Regions from separate parts of the Mus musculus genome. Here region 2 is linked to region 1. Evidence: chromatin contacts called from public HiChIP or PLAC-seq data. All regions are on one chromosome and are shown on one strand. The core of a region is the stretch at or near the end of the contact, and the rest is flanking DNA. Distances in the headings are between cores, read along the strand shown. Region 1 holds the start of Hmgb1 (high mobility group box 1). Region 2 overlaps Gm24105 (predicted gene, 24105).

Evidence for each region. HiChIP or PLAC-seq counts read pairs in DNA pulled down with a chosen protein or histone mark.
Region 2: an H3K4me3 HiChIP or PLAC-seq map of bone marrow-derived macrophages shows a contact between it and region 1, with 2.9 times the contacts expected there. The contact joins the enhancer-like site here to the promoter of Hmgb1 in region 1. A contact is called at or near these places in 18 of 39 promoter capture datasets (the 3T3-L1 cell line, 3T3-L1-derived adipocytes, the C10 cell line and 9 more), 9 of 484 Hi-C or Micro-C datasets (ECoMG-derived neutrophils, the G1E-ER4 cell line, cardiomyocytes and 5 more), 22 of 115 datasets of contacts at active chromatin or transcription factors (the 230-238 cell line, the SCID.adh cell line, bone marrow-derived dendritic cells and 12 more) and 4 of 9 other capture datasets (adipose tissue, embryonic stem cells, liver and 1 more).

Annotation. Positions count from the first base shown.
Region 1 is chr5:149,050,823-149,054,338 of GRCm38.p6, reverse strand. Hmgb1 (high mobility group box 1) reads left to right here and starts at 1,282. Exons shown (of 5, transcript NM_010439.4): 1 at 1,282-1,439.
Region 2 is chr5:149,239,811-149,243,352 of GRCm38.p6, reverse strand. The region is part of intron 1 of Gm24105 (predicted gene, 24105); the gene reads left to right. Among named protein-coding and RNA genes, the nearest start is that of Gm24105, 6.7 kb to the left of the region's middle. Within about 2 kb of position 2,247, at least 14 of the 459 cell types and tissues checked have an H3K27ac peak or open chromatin away from gene starts, as enhancers often do. A contact at or near this core is called in ECoMG-derived neutrophils, bone marrow-derived dendritic cells and bone marrow-derived macrophages, where this site is marked.

The sequences.
Region 1 (3,516 bases), core at 33-2,532:
CTTTGTTTCTTAGTTGAGAAGTGTATAGGAGCCAGGATTTTAAAAAAAAAAAATGGGGGACATTTGTTTTGAAGTGAAGAGAGGTGCTGTGCTCACCAGAAAGAAAGAGCTGTTAGATTCATCAAAGATTGATGGAAGCCTGTGGCCTTTAGAGCCAGCCTGGCTATTTTTCTCTGCATACCTAAGAATGATCAGCCAACTTGAAGAGCAGGAAAAAGCATGGCCTGTGGGTTTGGGCCCAAGCACTCTCCGACTGCTTCTAATCCCTCAGGTAACAGTAGCCCTAAATGTCTGGTAACCCTAGAGCAGGTACATGTATGCACTAAGTGGTGTGATCGGAGGCAAGATAGCAATCACAAAGATTCATTTGATTCTAACAGTAATCCACACCGAGTCACAGAAAACAGCGTCTGTGTGTGTGTGTGTGTGTGTGTGTGTGTGTGTATGTGTGTGTATGGGGGTGGGGCAATGAGGTCTTTAAAGAACTTGCTAATTCTAGCTGGGCCCCCCCCCAAACATTTTCTGAGAACAGCCAGTATCAAACCCCAGTGGCTGTGCATTAATTCCCTGGTATAAGGCTTTGGTGTCCGGGAAGTTCAAAACAGTGCTTTGTGTCTCACCAAAAGGAAAAAAAAAAAAAAAGTTCGAGAAGTACTGGGGGAAACCCGAGCAAACCCAGAAGAAGGGGTGCAACTGGACGCCTGCTGGCGGGTGCAGACTAGGCTTCTGGGCAGGGTGGGCACGTTAGGCGGGCAGTCCCGGGGAGGGGTGTCTTGTGGTGGGCTGCAGCAGCACGGCCGTCCCGGAGCCCGCAGAGGCCCCCGTGTTTGGGCCACAGGCCCCCCCGAGCAGTCACCCCACTCGGGGAGGCATCCCCAAGCACGGGCCGCACATCCCAACGGCTCGGGGCGGGAGCGTGGAGCGGGAGGGGGGGCGGGCCTGCGGGGAGGCGCCCGGGCCTGGGGACGCAGCCGTGGCTGCGGCGGAGCCGGGCCCTGGCCGCGCGCGCCGCGGCTCGGGCGTGGGGCTGGCTCGGGGCAGGCGCAGGCACAGAGACACCATAGAGCTCCGCTTTCCCGTAGCAGCTGCTGCCTCTGCCGCTGCCTCTCCCGCCTCAGCCTCTCGGCCCGGCACACACACACACATTCAGATTTGCGCGCTGTTTCAATCCTCGGTGACGTGTCCTCGCAGACAGCCAATGGCGCGCGGGCTCTGGTCAGGACAATGGGAGGGAACGGGCCAATGAACGGGCCTGGTGAGTTGGCGGTAGCCAATAGGAGGCGCGCTGGCTGGAGAGTAATGTTACAGAGCGGAGAGAGTGAGGAGGCTGCGTCTGGCTCCCGCTCTCACAGCCATTGCAGTACATTGAGCTCCATAGAGACAGCGCCGGGGCAAGCGCGAGCCGGACGGGCACTGGGCGACTCTGTGCCTCGCGGAGGGTGAGTGCGGGGCGGCGCGGCGGCGGGGAGAGCGCCTCGGGTAGCCTGGTCGCCTGCGCGGCGGCCGGATCCCCGCGGCCCGGAGCCGGCGGGTCAGGCTCCACACAAAGGCAAATGAGGGGGGACCGTGGGGGGAACTGCGCACGGAGCGAGGCTCCGCCGGCCGCTGCCGCGAACGCTGCCCCGCGCCGTGCCGCGCCGAGCGGAGCCGAGCCGAGTCGCGGGGCCTCAGGCGGCCGCCACTTCACACCCGCGGCGCCGTCCGCGCTTCACTGGCGCAAAAAAAAAAAAATTTTTTTTTTGTTTTGTGTCTGCCTGTGTGTGTGTTCGTGTTCCGGATTATTTAAAAAAAATTTTTTTTCCCCAAAACGTGTTTGTGGCCCCCAGGGCCGAGCGTTTCGGGCAGGCGGCGTGCGCGGAGCGAGCGAGCCGGCGGGCAGCGGCGCTTCCCCGCTGTATGGGCGGCCGCGGCGGGGAGCGCGGGGCGGCGGGCGGGGCGCCGCTGCGGGCGAGGGCGGCCGCGGGTGGGCCGGGGGCGGCCGTGCGGGGCGGCTCGGGCCGGGTGAGGCGGCGGGCGAGCGGGGCGGCCGTGTGGGGGGGAGCGGCGCCGCTGCGCTCGCTGGAACATGGCTGACTCGGCCGGGCGCTGCTGGCTGGAGAGAAAACAAGGCGGGCGGGCGGGCGGGGGAAGCTGGGCGCAGCAGTTCTGAGGCAACTTTTTTTTTTCCCCCCCTCTCTCCTCTCGCTCCCCTCTCTTCCTCTCCTCTCTCTCTCTCTCAGTCTCTCTCTCTCCCCGGCCCCGCGTTCTCCGTGCGGGGGCGGCGGGGCGCGCGGAGGGAGACGGCGCGGGGGCCGCGGGGGGAGGGGAGCCGCGCGCCCCCCGCCCCTCCCCCGCCGCCATGGCGAGTGCGCCAGCGCCCCGCCCGCCCGCCGCGCGCCTCGGTCTCCTCGCACACTCACACACACATACACACACACACACACTCACACGCGCGCACACACAAAGGGAAGGAGCCATATTCTCGCTCGCGCTCGCCCTCGCGGCGGCGGCGCAGGCGGGGAAGACGCGCAGCGGCCATTCCGTGCGCCCGGCCCTGGCGGCCGCGGGCGGAGCCAGCCCCCATTTCGAGCGGCGGGGCTTCTTCTCTCCTTGCTCCGGGGCCCGACAAAATGGGGGCGGCGGCGGCGCGAGCCTGCGTGCGGCCTTCCGGGCGCACGTGGCGGCCTCGGGCCCGCCCGGAGCCGCAGCCCCCCTCAACCTCGGGCCAAGTTGGGAGGGCGGAGAATCAATCCTGCCCGCGCGCGCGCCAGGGCACCCCAACTTTTCACGGGCCCGGTTTGGGAGACAAACAAACAAAAAAAAAGACAAAAAAAAAAAAAAAGAAGAGAGCGTGCCCGACACCCCCGTGGTGGCGGAGGAGGCGGCGGCAGGAGTGGCTTTTGTCCCTCATCCTTGTTTACTCGGAGAAACTTCAGACCGGACGTGTTTAGTCAGAGCAGAAACGCATCTCGGGGCCAAAGCGATAGGAAACTGCGGCCTCTCCGGGCCCCGGCCCAGCGCCGCCTCCGCCCGCCCGCCCGAGCAAAGTTTGATGCGAACACGGCGTGCTCTAAGAGCTGGGTAAACTTTAGGTGCACGAGGGGCACTTATTGTTTTTGCTTTTCGTCCCCTCCCCCTGCTCTCCTAGGCCTGTAATTCTCTTAAGGTCTACTGGATCATTCCTTGTACCCTGCAAAATTCACTAATGGACAGGGTGGATTTTTCTATCTTTTTTTTTTTTTTTAATGTTTGTTTTGTTGGTTTAAACAATTTGAAAAAAAGATTTAGACATGGTTTCAACGAGCAGTTAGGCATACAGAACAGACACTGACAGCGAATGCTTGAGTGTACCTGTGCCTACTCTTGAGATCACACTTTGAAGACCGTTTTTTTTCCCCCCTCTTCCCTGTGTCCTATGCCCTCATCTCTGTGGCTTAACCGCTTCTAGGAATTGGCTATGGTTTGCAGTGTTCTGCCTAGCTTTTATGGGAGATTGTCGTCATCATTGTGTTAAATAACACAAACTTTGGTTTGTCA
Region 2 (3,542 bases), core at 998-3,497, 190 kb before region 1:
CAAAGCAGCTTTTGCAGCCACACAGGACCCTCCTGTGGCAGAGCCTTCCCTTTGCTCACCATTCTACCCAAATCCACTGTCCACAGGGGGGCAACCGCTGTCCACAGGGGGCAAAGAGTCTGCTCTGCAGGTCCCTAGCCTTGCTGGTAAGAGAAGTTTAAAAATAACCTAGGAAGGGAACAGGAGGGAGTCAGTGAGCTAAAGAGCAACATGCCAAGCAACAGGGAGATGCCAGCAGCTGCCGAGAGGATATGAAAAGAGGGAGAAACAGAAACTCAAGGTCCTCCCAGAGACAACTAAAAGACACTCTGTGGAGGACAAGGTGGGAAAAATCAGGAAAGAGAAAGAGAAAGAGCCCGGTGCTCAGAGCCCTTGCTTCTTGCTTCTTCCGTGTGTGAAGGAACACAATGTTGCTTTCTTCTCCGGGTAATGTGGATCTTGAGCACAAACCCAGCAACATCTTCCTTTCTGATCAATAGAGGAGGAAGTATTTAACCTTAATATTATTTAGGATAGTCTGGCATCCAGCTAAAACCTTGCTGGGGTAGCCTGAGACTCAGGACAGGTCTAAGAGAGGAAGGCATCTTCCTGCTGTCCATCTTTTCTGCTGTCTACTTTGCTGGTGAGCCGTAGCTCTGGGCCATGAGAGAATCACTAAAAGCAGTGATGGGCTGTTGGCTTCCCTTCAAGTTTTGTCAGCTTTGAGTCACTCTAAGGCCAATGTCCTTGGTTCCTCTTCAGTGCTGCAGTTCGTTTCAAGCTTTTGTGGCTCTTCACCGCCTACAGAAGACCGGTGCCAGCCTTTGTTAATATAGCAATGGGAGACTAGTGATTAAAGATGAGTTAAAAGCAACATGCAAGTTTTTCGTTGTTTTATAAATTGGCCTTTCTCTCTCTCTCTCTCTTCCTTTATAGTTAGTCAATCATGCCACTTGCCTCAGAGGAAGCCACCATATTGGAATTCATATGAGGGGTCACCCCCAAGCTCCTTATAGTACTCCCTACTCAGCCAGTCCTAGTGGAGACTCTGAGAACAGAAACCTGAAGCTGTCCTGTCAAAACTGCATGCCTTTTGGGGGCTGTGCGCATCAAGCTACCAAGTACAAATCCCAAGATGTCTGCCAGATTCCTGGTGGAATCCAAATGGGGTGGGGAGGAGGTGTCTTAGTTAGGGTTTCCATTGCTGTAAAGTGACACCATGACCAACGCAACTCTTATAAAAGACAGCATTTAATTGGAACTGGCTTATAGGTTCAGAGGTTCAGTCCATTATCTTCAAGGTGGGAAGCATGGCAGCATGCAGACAGACGTGGTGCTGGAGAAGGAGCTGAAAGTTCAACACCTTATTCCAAAGGGAACCAGGAGAAGACTGTCTCTCATGTGGCCAGGAGGAGGGTCTCAAAGCCCACCCTCACAGTGACTTGCTTCCTCCAACAGGGCCACACCTCCTAATAGCAGCACTCCTGGGCCAAGAACATTCAAACCACCACAGGGGTGTAGGGATGCTATTCCTAATCCCTACTCCTGGTTGCTGGGAAGACACCAGGCAAACGCTGCTGCTGTTGGCAGTAATGACCGTGCTTGTGATACTAAAGGCACTATGGGAAGACAACAGTCTCGGAACCACACAGAGGAATACATGAGCAATATGAAAGTAACTTTCTTTTTGTAATAAAGTGGTTACCCAAATTGGTACTACCAAGCTTACACAGCCAAGATGGCCTCCGTCTTTTATCCCTAACGCATGTGGGGACTGTATCTGATCCTACTGGTGGGAGATCAACTTCACAACCACCCAGAAGAGGAAGGAGAAGGCTCAGGGAGCATTCAGTTCAGTTTGAATGTTCCCTCCAGTTGGTGGCACTGTTTGGAGACATTTAGAAGGTGCTGGAGGAAGTATGTCACTGGGGGGTAGATTTTAAGAACTTGAACCCTCACCTACTTCTTCATGCTTGTGGCTTAAGATGTGAGTTCTGCCAGGTCCACTTCCCACCTGGCGCCATGGACTCTCACCCTCTGACACTGTAAGCCAAAATAAACCCTCTCTTCTCTAAGTTGCCTTGGTCATGATGTTCTATCACAGCAACAGAGGAAATAGCCAATACAGAGGGTGATACATTTATTAGAAGAGTTATTATTGCTGCCACAGGCAGATGACAACATGGCAGGAGCTCTGAAGGGAGGAAGTGAGGGATCACGGGGCACAAGTGGGAATTTCTTCTTTTTCTGAGGATGGGTGTGGCTTCTCAGCATAAGCCCGCAGCCAGGCTCTCTGATTCCCCAGACAGGAAGCAGGCAGGCTGGTGTGAAGCAGGGTTTGTGGCCATTAGTACCCATTTGGATGTCAACTCCTGGCACCTGGGAGTGTGTTAGCTAGAGATTCACAGTCAATGTTCCTATGAGAAGAGAGGGTTGAGGAAGATTCTGTGGCCTGTGCGGCAGCTGGATGCTAACATGACATCCATTTTTTAAAGATTTATTTATTTATTTATTTGTTTGTTTGTTTGTTTGTTTAATGTATATGAGTACACAAACACACCAGAAGAGGGCATCAGATTCCATTCAGGTGATCGTGAGCCACCATGTGGTTGCTGGGAACTGAACTCAGGACCTCTGGAAGAGCGGTCAGTGCTCTTAACTGCTGAGCCATCTCTCCAGCCCACATCCGTATACTCTTAAGGTGGGCTCCCAAGTTCAGAGCAGAGGAACCCTCATCTTCCAGCAGAAGTGAACAGTGGAGGCTCCAGCCTTTTTTCCCACTCCCCAATCTAAGGAAGGTAACTTGACTTACCCAATCTGGAACTGTGAGACACACACACACACACACACACACACACACACACACACACACACACAAATGCAGATGTGCAGCTCTGCCCCCTCCCAGCCCCATGGTCAAGCTGACTTGTTCCTAGCTGTCCCTTTCACCAACCTTTTCCTGCAGGTGGCAAGATGCAAAATGGCATACAAAGCTTCAAACCTTCAAATGTCAGTACCTGAGTAAGCACATCATTTCAGAGCGATAGGTGAGATTGTGCTGAAGTCTAATCCCCCACAAACCACTCAGGGGGCCATTGAGGACTCCTGGCATTCCTGCGTGAACTGCCTGGCTGTTAGGCCCTTTCTTCTGAGGAAGCTGTTTTCTCCAGGAATGGTATTACCATCTGCCATCATGACTGTAGTGGAGACCTCCAGAGTACATTGGCCCTGCCGAATACTCTGCCCCTGCTGTAAGTCTACTAGGCAAAAACAGACAAACATGCTTGTGTCTCTCCCCGATGTCAGAACATATTGAATAACAATAAGTTCACAAGCTGTATCAGTTTGCCAAGCAGTTCCCATTTCCCTTGATAGCTGGCTGTTGGCAAACATGAGTTCTTTTATTCTGATCTTCAGTGTTAACGCTCAGATCACACATTACACATCACACAGGAGGTATTTTTATATATGTTCACATGTATCATATGTATAGATGTAGATGCAGAACCTGTAAATGTTGAGGAGGCCACAACAGCAGTTGCCAAGCTCAAAGAGGTCTCACT